2 separate regions of the Gossypium hirsutum genome follow, and region 1 is linked to region 2. A link is a contact called in public Hi-C data. All regions are on one chromosome and are shown on one strand. Each heading gives the region's core, a stretch centred on a gene start, on an enhancer-like site or on the middle of the called end of the contact. The rest is flanking DNA. Distances are from core to core; before and after follow the strand shown. Region 1 holds the start of LOC107897093 (protein SAWADEE HOMEODOMAIN HOMOLOG 2). Region 2 holds the start of LOC107897086 (receptor-like protein kinase HSL1).

What was found. A called contact is a pair of places that touch in the nucleus more often than the background predicts.
Region 1: a Hi-C map of leaf shows a contact between it and region 2, with 1.9 times the contacts expected there. The contact joins the promoter of LOC107897093 here to the promoter of LOC107897086 in region 2. A contact is called at or near these places in 2 of 34 Hi-C or Micro-C datasets (both in leaf).

What each region holds. Positions count from the first base shown.
Region 1 is chrA06:32,444,692-32,449,914 of Gossypium_hirsutum_v2.1, reverse strand. LOC107897093 (protein SAWADEE HOMEODOMAIN HOMOLOG 2) reads right to left here and starts at 2,475. Exons shown (of 10, transcript XM_041115751.1): 1 at 2,334-2,475; 2 at 2,157-2,254; 3 at 664-749; 4 at 525-570; 5 at 241-379. The coding sequence starts at 2,225.
Region 2 is chrA06:32,143,567-32,148,646 of Gossypium_hirsutum_v2.1, reverse strand. LOC107897086 (receptor-like protein kinase HSL1) reads left to right here and starts at 2,931. Exons shown (of 2, transcript XM_016822425.2): 1 at 2,931-5,080. The coding sequence starts at 3,159. LOC107897089 (a long non-coding RNA gene) reads right to left here and starts at 3,363. Exons shown (of 2, transcript XR_001684018.2): 1 at 3,141-3,363; 2 at 2,313-2,622.

The DNA.
Region 1 (5,223 bases), core at 1,226-3,725, 300 kb before region 2:
TTAGAGATTTCTGCGATAATATAATATAAACCATAACATTGTGCAAACAATTAGTTTATATGAGACCATGTGCAAAACAAAGTTGGGAGAACAATATCCTCAATGCTTATAGAGCTTTCATGTTCTATGAAATGGGGTAACAAATTGAACCGAAACAGTATTAGAACAACAAGACATCTGAAACTTTGCCAGTTTTGATTTTGAACATTCCACTTTTCAATTTCCCTAAAAGACACGAACCTTTGAGAATCTGAGGAATTTGAGGCCCATCATCTAGAGGGCAAGTTTCAGAGATTCTGGACTCAGTTTTGGATGTATCAGTCAAGGAAGGAACTTTAGATGCGCTTTCTTGCAGCCTAGCTAAGAACCAGCTTTGTACCTGAGAAAATATAAGGAATTAGGGGTCAATAGGAGAAATCCTAAACTGTTAACCATAAACACCATGATCATAATTTAAGGACAAGAGGAGAAATAATGAGATAAGTAACACCGAAAATGAAAGAAAGAAAAAAGTAAAGAAAGACCTTGGTCCATTTAATAATAGGTTTGCCAGCACGACCGGCAGATGAACTGCAAAGACAATATGCATCAATGTCTAATAAAATCATTTGGTTATCTATAAAAGGAAGGAAGGGTGAGAAATATGCATGAAATGCAACTAACCTGAAATTTCTAGCCATTTTTTTACAGAATTCCTTACTCAGCAATAGCTCTCTTGATTTCATTAAAAATTTCTCCATCTTCTTGATCTGAACATAAATATATAATAAAACGGGAAAATATATGTTTTATAATCCCATAACACAATAGCTTTGCAAAAAACACAAACATGATATATCTCAACAGTTACTACTACAAAAATTCTATATAAGGATCACATTGACTCGCTTAGAGCAAAAGGTTAGAATCAACAACACTTGAACAATATTACCATGTCAAACCAGAAGGTTGAAAGATACTAATTTTAATACATATGCACAAAGCATCATGCAAAGAATCAGAACTATGACATGCAAGATCCAGAATCAAGACAACAGCTCTAACTTCACATGTTCATGAATTACAAAAAACATTGACACGTATGCATGCCAACCGGAAGCAAAAATATGGGACGATCCATTAAAAGGTAAGAAATATAGGAAGCTTTCTATATCGAGCAATATGCATGTATGAAAAAGGGGGAAAAAAGGCAAGCCACCATTTGTTCTAAACCCCACAATTTGAAGCTCAATTTCGCAACTAATCATTCATTAACAAACCTACTACTGCTAACAGCACATATGAATACAATATGCTGATAATTTTCTTTGAGGGAAAAGAACATAAAAATAAACAAAAATGTTACAGCTAAATATACACCTTTGATAACAACCAGAGAAGCTCGTAACTATGAAAATAAAGAAATGCTACATAAAAATAACATACACGATCCATAATAAAGACATGAGCTCGAACTTCATGTGTTCACCAATTATAAAAAACATCAACGCGAATGCTGGAGCTAACCAGAAGCAGAAACATGGGACAATATATTTATAAAATAATAAATAATAAATAATAAAAAATAATGAAAAATCTAGAAATATAGGAAGTTTTCTATACTTAGAAACATGCATGTATGAAAGAGAAAAAAAAAGCATGCAACAGATTTAAAGCTCAATTTTTCAGCTAATCATTCATAAACAAACAACTACGGGTGACAGCATATGAATACAATATCCTGGTAAATATCTTTAAAAAGCAAAGAACATGAAAATAAACAAAAAAAGAATATATGTTCATGAATTAAAAATAACATCAACATGTATGCCAGAGCTAACCAGAAGCATAAACATGGTACAATATATTAAAAATAAGAAATAAAGTAAGGAAGCTTTCTATATTGAGAAATATGGATATATGAGAAGAAGAAAAAAAGCAACAATTTGCTCTAGACCCACAAGTTAAAGCTCAATTTCTCAGCTAATCATTCATAAACTGGTAACAGCATATGAATGCAATATCCTGATAAGTTTCTTTAAAAGAAAAGAACATGAAAATAAACCCCCAAAAATAAAAATAACAGCTAAAACTACATATTTGTTAACAAATGGAGAAACTGATAACTACCCAGATGAAGAAATGGCACTTAAAACAGAAAAGACATGGTTTTTCACCTCGGGTTTTGTAAACCCAGAGAAGGCTGCTCTTTGTCTCTGTCTCTGCCTTGGGCGTAGACGATCCATTAAACACTCCAAAACAGTTCCTTTGCTTTCTTCAAATACAAACTTTAAAGTTTAAAACTTGGTGGAGGCAACTGAGAAACGATTTGGGGATTCAGGAATCTTGTTTACCTTAGTGAACCCTAAATTCTTGAAGTTTCAGAGACTGTGTGTGTTGTACAGCGTATGTATGACCATTTAAGCGCCTTTCAAAGTCTCGGATTCAATTTTTATAGAATTATAAATTATTCAAACAGAAAAATCTTTCAGAAGTTCTAATTATAAATTTCATCCTTTTTATTTATAAAATTTGAAATATTAGTTCTTTTATTTTTAATTTATTAAAATTTGGTCTTCATTTTTTACAAAAATATAGTAATCCAATTGAATCACGTCACGTTGTTCAGTTAAAAGTCATCAATTCATTACTTTATAATATAAAAATTAAGGAAATATTAGCAGTTCAACAAATTTTTTGCACAAATTATAAAAATAAAAACATAAAAATTTCAACATGTGGATTAACTTCTTAATTTTCAAAAAATATAAATATCAAAATCTGAAAAAATAGAGGGACTAACTTCTGAGTTTTTATAAGTTGAAAGATGAAATTCATGATTAAACCCTTATAGAATTTCATCCTTATGTGCTGCGTCCTACTGAGTTGTTCGTATTTGGGCCTTGGGTCGTCGTATAAACTTTATTGGGTTCAGGTCTTGCCTAATCCAAAACAAAAGGGCTTCCACCTATTTATACCGGCAAATAAAGGGGAGTTGAATTCGTTCAAGTTTTTTGAATTTCTCGAATCGTTGGTGATAATTTGGAATATTAATTTTATGTTTTGATTTATTAGACTTATTTTAATAAGATTAATTTTATTTTATGGCTTTTGGATATCATTATACAATAAAATTTCAAAAGAAAAAAAGTCAAATTACTAATTCTTATAAAATATATATTTTTTTAATTATTTTCATTATTTTAAATATAAAATATTTATTATTATGTCATAAAAATTAAATAAAAAATAATATTTGATTTGAGTGAAGTAAATTTTTTTTTTTACTTATAGTTCATAAACTGTCTAAAAAACCTCAATTCAAATCGATGTTAGATTTTTTTTCAATTTTTCTTACTCATCTTTACAAGCAAAACTTATAAAATAATACATTAAATTTCAAGACAAGTAGAATTATTTATGAGTGGAGTTATCTTTCAAGTTTGAGTCCTTATAATATGTGAATCTAAAGAAAAACAAATAGCTTCCACAATTAAAGTCTCACAAACCCATTTTTATAATGGAAAATTACTTATATTATATTTGGATTGTATTCAAATTAAGGAAAGGAAAGGAAATGAAATTAACATTTTTGTCCTTTTTGTATAGTTTCTTTTATAAAAGGAGTTAAATTGTCCTTATTTTCCCTTAAATTACTTAATTTTTAATTACCTTAAATTGGGAAAAAAAGTTAGGGAAAAAAAATTAAGGCTAGTTTTAAGATGTGAAATTACATTTGTATCTTATTAATTTTTTATATTAATTATTTTATAAATGAACTTAATTAAAAAAAACCATATAATCAATTATTATCTTAATATCTCTACAATTTAATCAAATAAAAGTTATAAATATTCAATTACTTTACTTTCCTTTTTATTTATATAAACAAAATAAACCTACGCAAATATCTTTTCTTTAACATTCCTTTACTTTTTTTTTCCTTTTAATTATTTATCCAAACATAGGGTTAATATATTTAGACTCCTTAAGCATAATCACAAAAGTGTATACTGCAACCAAGGATTTCCCAATTCACTATACTTGAATTGTTACCTTTCAAGAAAAATGTATAGCTTTTATAATCCCTATCTTTTTCACAACGGTAAGATAGAACATTCCTCCTAGTTTTTATGGCTTAACTAAAACCCTTTAGCGTTTGAGGCTTAACTAGAAACCTTTTACAATCTACTTAAGGTTTTATACCTCAAAACCCTTAAGTATGCTCTTTACAACAAAGAGAAGATGAACAAACTAACATGAATCTCTAGTAGCCGTGTGTTTACAAATTGAAACTCTAAATAAAAAGATTTAAGAGTGAGAAAAGTTATTACCATAAGCTCTCAACAATATGTACAAGAGAAATGAAGAAAATAAAGATTCTAAGTTAATTCTCTTGTGTTTGATGCTTGGATATGTCTCTATTATGCATTGATGTGTCTTAAACTTGTATTTATACCAAGGAATAAGTTTGTGGATGTTTCTAGCCATTGGGGATGAATTCTAGTTGTTGGAATCATTAAATTCGAGCTTATTTGCAATTTCAGATATACTTGTATCAGTATAAGTGGACTTGTGTCAGTAGAAGTCTCAAAATTATGGCCGTTGGAGCTCGATGTATCGATAAAAGTCCATTTGTATCAGTAGAAATCTGAGGATTTGGTAGAAGATGCAGGAGAATCCAAAGATTGCTTATTGACTTACTTATATCAATAGAAGTCCCCTTAAGTATTAGTAAAAGTCTAGAGGTATGCTTAAAGTGCTCTGTGACTTACTTCTATTGGTAGAACTTCCTCTAAGTATCGATACAAATTCTCATAGTTGTATAAAATGAGTTAAAGCACTTAAAAACATTTTGGATTGACTCAAAAATATTTAGATAAATTAAAACACGTTTAAAATATGTTTTTGAGTACTTTTATAAGTCTTTGAAATGCTTTGAAAATGTTTAACAACATTTTTAATAATTATTTTCACCAAGTGACTTAAGAAATATAAATAAAAGTTTATCTTAAATGTTGTTATATCAAAAGGTTGAGACATCAAATCTAACAATCTCTCACTTTTTGATATAACAAAAAATTAAGAGAAATTTCGTTTTGAAAGATGATAACTCTTGAAAAGAGTTATATTTAAGGCATCTAAATAGAATTAATTGGTTGTAATTAAGTGAATACATTTGCATTTTTAGGATATTTTTAGAACATTGCATAATAAAGCTTGGATTGCGATATAATGGGCATT
Region 2 (5,080 bases), core at 1,682-4,181:
AATTCTTATATTCTTCTCCTTATTGTAGAAAATAATTTCCAAGTGGCCTAACACCAAGAAATTGGGTGAAGGACTTGTATTAGCAATAGATACACTACTTTAACAAATTGTTTCCCTTTTAAAAAATTAATTATGACTAAAATAATTTCACAACGAAAATTATAATAATATTATGAGTCTTTACTTCTTTTTTTATTATTTTTTCAACATAATTAAAGCCACATGTGACAATGTTATAATTTTCCTTATAAAGTTTTTTTTATTCCATCGTTAATGCATCTTTTAAAAAGAATGATAAATTCTTATATATGTTAGATTATTTGATATATTGATAAAAGAATTTTTTTTAATTTCACATAGAATAAAAAAAATCATGACTCGTCAATTAATATCTAATATTTAAATCAACATAATTAAAAATTTTACGTATCAAACAAAAACCTATATATTATATCAAATTGGTTATCGTTTTGAGCAATGCATGTGCACAACTTACTGAAAATCCCAATATAATTACCAAAAAAAAAAGTTAACATGTGATTTCCCTTGAATTTATCTAAAAATATTTAATTGATATTTAAATTTATATTTTATCATTCAAGTTTGCACTTTCGTACTAATATCGTTAGTTTATACTAACATGGTATTGATGGCCAATCCAATAGTAACACATGGTAGCCTCTCAATATGTCATGCGGCAAACATAAATTTAAATCTTTTAAAAATATTTAAAATTATATAAATTAATAAAAATGTATAAATTTTTCACATAAAAAATGAACCTGGTCTAATGCTTGTCAGATAGATCTGAATCTGATCATCCATTTACATTTGTTTAGATCCATTCTAGATGCAATTTTTAGCAAGCTTATATATTTTTATTTTTTTATAAAATATCAAATTTTAGGTTATTATTTAAAAAATATATAAAAAAGCATAAAATATTTTGAAATATATATAAAAATTTGCAACATATAATATATAAATTAATATATATATATATAAATACATAAAAGAAACTAAAAGGATGTTTACAATAATTGTCTAGATGCATTTGAATTTGGACAATTATGTATTTAAGTTATTTTTATGTAAAATCTTTTTAATCTTTTTAATTTTTATATTTAAAATTTTATTTTTTAATTTAGAAATAATATAAATAACCTAATATTTTATAAAATAAAAGCATATAAACTTACTAAAATATATATCTAAAATCAATCTGAATAAATTAGTAACTATTTGTCTAAATTTACTCTTAATGTAAAAAAAAATTGTATTTTTTATTAATTTATATATTTTTAAATATTTTAAAAAATTTAATTTATTTTCACCACATGACATATTAAGAGACTGCCACATGTCACCATAAAATTGACAATCAATTATACGCTAGTACAAATAGAGGCGAATCTAGGGGGGCTGGCAGGGCCCTGGCCCCTCTAAAATAGAAAATTGTTATTTAGGCTCTCAAATTTTTTTAAAAATTTTAGATTAATAAAAATAAAATTATATTTTAACCCCCTTTAAAATTATAAAAATTTAATTTAATCCTTTAAATTTTATAAAGATATAAACTATAAAAAATTAAAATTTCATTTGACCCCCTAAAAAGTTGTTTTGACTTCGCCCTTAAATACAAACTAATTATATTAGTACGAAAGTACCAATCTAAATAATCGAATACAAATTTTTAAAAATAAACTACAAAAATCAAGTCTATTGGCAGCACACAGATAGTATATGAATTTAAATAACATGATTATCATTATGCATACAATTACTTAATTTATAAAATACAAATTCTTTGTTTAATTCAATGATGTTACTTAACATCAAATTCACGCGGACATTAACAAAAAGGAAATAATTCAGGCCCACATTCTATTATAATATAAATATGATTAAAATATTATAATATAAATATGATTAAAATATATTATAACTCTTTGTACTATTTATAAATTTAAAATTTATTTATTATACTTTTATTTTAAAAAATTTAATATTTTTACTTATTAAATTTTAAAATTTATATCTAATTTTTTATATCGTTAAATCTTTTATTGAATTTATTAATGTGACATTTTATTTAGATTAAAATTAAAGGAACTTGAATTTGACAAAATAATTTTAATTATGTTAACAATTATACTTAAATTTTGAAACTTAAAAAATAAAGTACTAAATTTTTCAATATAAAAGTATAAATTAAATTTCAAATTTAGAAATAGTACAAAAATTTATTGCATATTTTGACCTATAGATATAATATATATATTATAATTTAAATTACAACTAATGGTAGCCAATGGAAAATAAAAGAATGGGTTTTGGTAAAAGTAAGATTCAAACAAAGAAATTAACAAAATAGGAAGTTTCCCGCAAATTGCCAAATTCTACTTTTTTATATATACATCGTGTTGACCCAATACTTCTAACGCTTGACTCGCCCACTACTCCATAAAAGCTTTTCAATGGCTGGGCCTATGCTTTCGCTTCACTCTTTTGTAGGTTTCATTTTAGTCAACAAGCAGCGCACCAGGGCAGAGCATGATGGTTGACTGTTCCACCAACTATCTTTTTACCAAAATCCTCGTATATTTGCTACTAATTGCGAAACTGTCATTCAAACAGCGTGAAGACTCAAACATTACGCAAGAGGAGAGAAAGTAAAAACAAATCCACAGTAAATGGATTTATTTATCAAATAAGATATATATCTATACGAAAAATCATTTGTTACACTCCCAGCAGAATTCACAAGCAAAAGCAAGGTCAAAAAGGTAAGTGTCAAAAGTAGAGTAAAAAAATTCAATTAATAAGAGTTCTTTTAGCTTCATTTGTGAGATTAAAACATTTCACAGAAAATAAAAAAAATAAAAAACTCGTATATTTAAGTAAGAATGGTTGTAGAGTAAAAGCAATGGCAATAGTAGAAAATGATTAAAATTAATGCGTGTAAAGACCAAACTCTTACCAGTTGCGACCAGAACTGATTCACAGTCTGAAATCTGAACCTGAAAGTCTATACTAAACAGAACCCAAAGCTTGCTTATAAGAGTGAGCCCAGGCAGGGCCGTGCTCACCCATGAAAGTTAAAAAACCAGCCCTTTTCCAGAAAGAAGGAAAGCAAGTACCTGTCCAATATCCAGAAAATGTCTGTATTATGCTTATCCTTTCTCTTCCTCCTCTTCCTCTCCACGCCCTTCAAAGCCATTTCACAAGACATCAACGCTGAACGAACCCTTCTTCTCAAACTTAAACAACAGCTCGGCAATCCACCCTCCATTGGATCCTGGAACTCATCATCCCCACCGTGTACTTGGCCGGAGATCAACTGCACCGATGGTTCAGTTACTGAAGTTCATCTCCGCGACAAAAACATCACAGTAAGAGTTCCTCCAACAATATGTGACCTTAAAAACCTCACTGTCCTTGACCTTTGCGACAATTTCATCCCTGGAGAGTTCCCAATCCTCTACAGTTGTTCAAAGCTTAAATTCTTAGACCTTTCTCAAAACTATTTTGTTGGTCCAATCCCTGATGATATTGACCGATTGTCGTCTCTGGTTTACTTGGATATTAGTGGCAACAATTTTTCCGGTAATATTCCACCAAGTATTGGAAGATTACCGGAGTTGAAAGCCTTGCAGATATACCGCAATCAGTTCAATGGAACATTTCCTAGAGAAATTGGAAACTTGACCAACCTTGAGGTTTTGGAGATGGCTTATAACAAGTTTGTCCCCATGAAAATACCACTAGAGTTCGGTCAGATGAGCAAGTTGAAGTACTTATGGATGAGAGAAACCAATTTGATTGGTGAAATCCCTGAAAGTTTCAACAATCTTTCCAGTCTACAGCACTTGGACCTAGCTATAAACAATTTGGAAGGCCCCATTCCTAGTATGATGTTCTCCTTGAAGAATTTAACAATTCTTTATCTCTTCCACAATAAGCTGTCCGGTGGGATACCCGAAACCATCGATGCATTGAATCTGATTGAAATCGATCTTTCGGTGAATAACTTGACAGGCTCCATTCCTGAAGACTTCGGAAAGCTGCAGCATTTGGGGTTTCTAAACCTGTTTGCGAATCAGTTAACAGGAGGGATACCAACAGGCATTGGTCGACTTCCTGCTTTGGGTGATTTTCGTGTTTTCCGGAACAGATTGAGCGGAGTCTTGCCACCGGAATTCGGCCTTCACTCAAAGCTTTTAGGATTCGAAGTGTCAGAGAATCAATTCAGTGGCCAACTGCCTGAAAATTTATGTGCTGGTGGTGTCCTACAAGGAGTGGTTGCATTTACAAACAATCTCAGTGGGCAAATACCAGAGTCGCTTGGAAATTGTCCTACTTTGCGCACTGTTCAACTTCACAACAACAAGTTCTCTGGTGAGATTCCTCGACATCTGTGGATGGCTTTCAATTTGTCGAGCTTGATGCTAACAAACAATTCCTTTTCGGGAAAACTACCAAGTAGAGTTGCATGGAATTTGTCAAGGGTGGAAATCAGTGACAACAAGTTCTCTGGTGAAATCCCAACCGGAATTGCATCTTGGTCAAATTTGGTCGTCTTTAAAGCGAGCAACAACTTATTTTCAGACAAAATTCCAAAGGAGATAACAGCTCTTTCTCGCCTCGATACTCTGCTTCTCGATGGTAACAATTTTTCCGGTGAACTACCATCTGAAATAATCTCATGGAGATCGTTAACTACATTAGATGTCTCCAATAACAAGCTTTATGGTCAAATCCCTGTTGCGATCGGGTCTTTACCTGATCTGCTGAACTTGGATTTATCTGAAAACCAATTCTCTGGTCAAATTCCTCCTGAAATAGGCAACCTGACGCTGACTTCACTCAACTTGTCATCCAATCAACTTGTTGGAAGGATTCCCAAGCAGTTAAATAACCTTGTATATGAAAGCAGTTTCCTGAAAAATGCTGATTTATGTGCAGATCATCCAATTCTGAAGCTTCCAGACTGCTATTCCGAACTCCATCAGCCCAAGAGACTGTCGTCTAAATACCTTGCCATGATTGTAGCACTTGCCATCATTGCTTCCACAGTTAT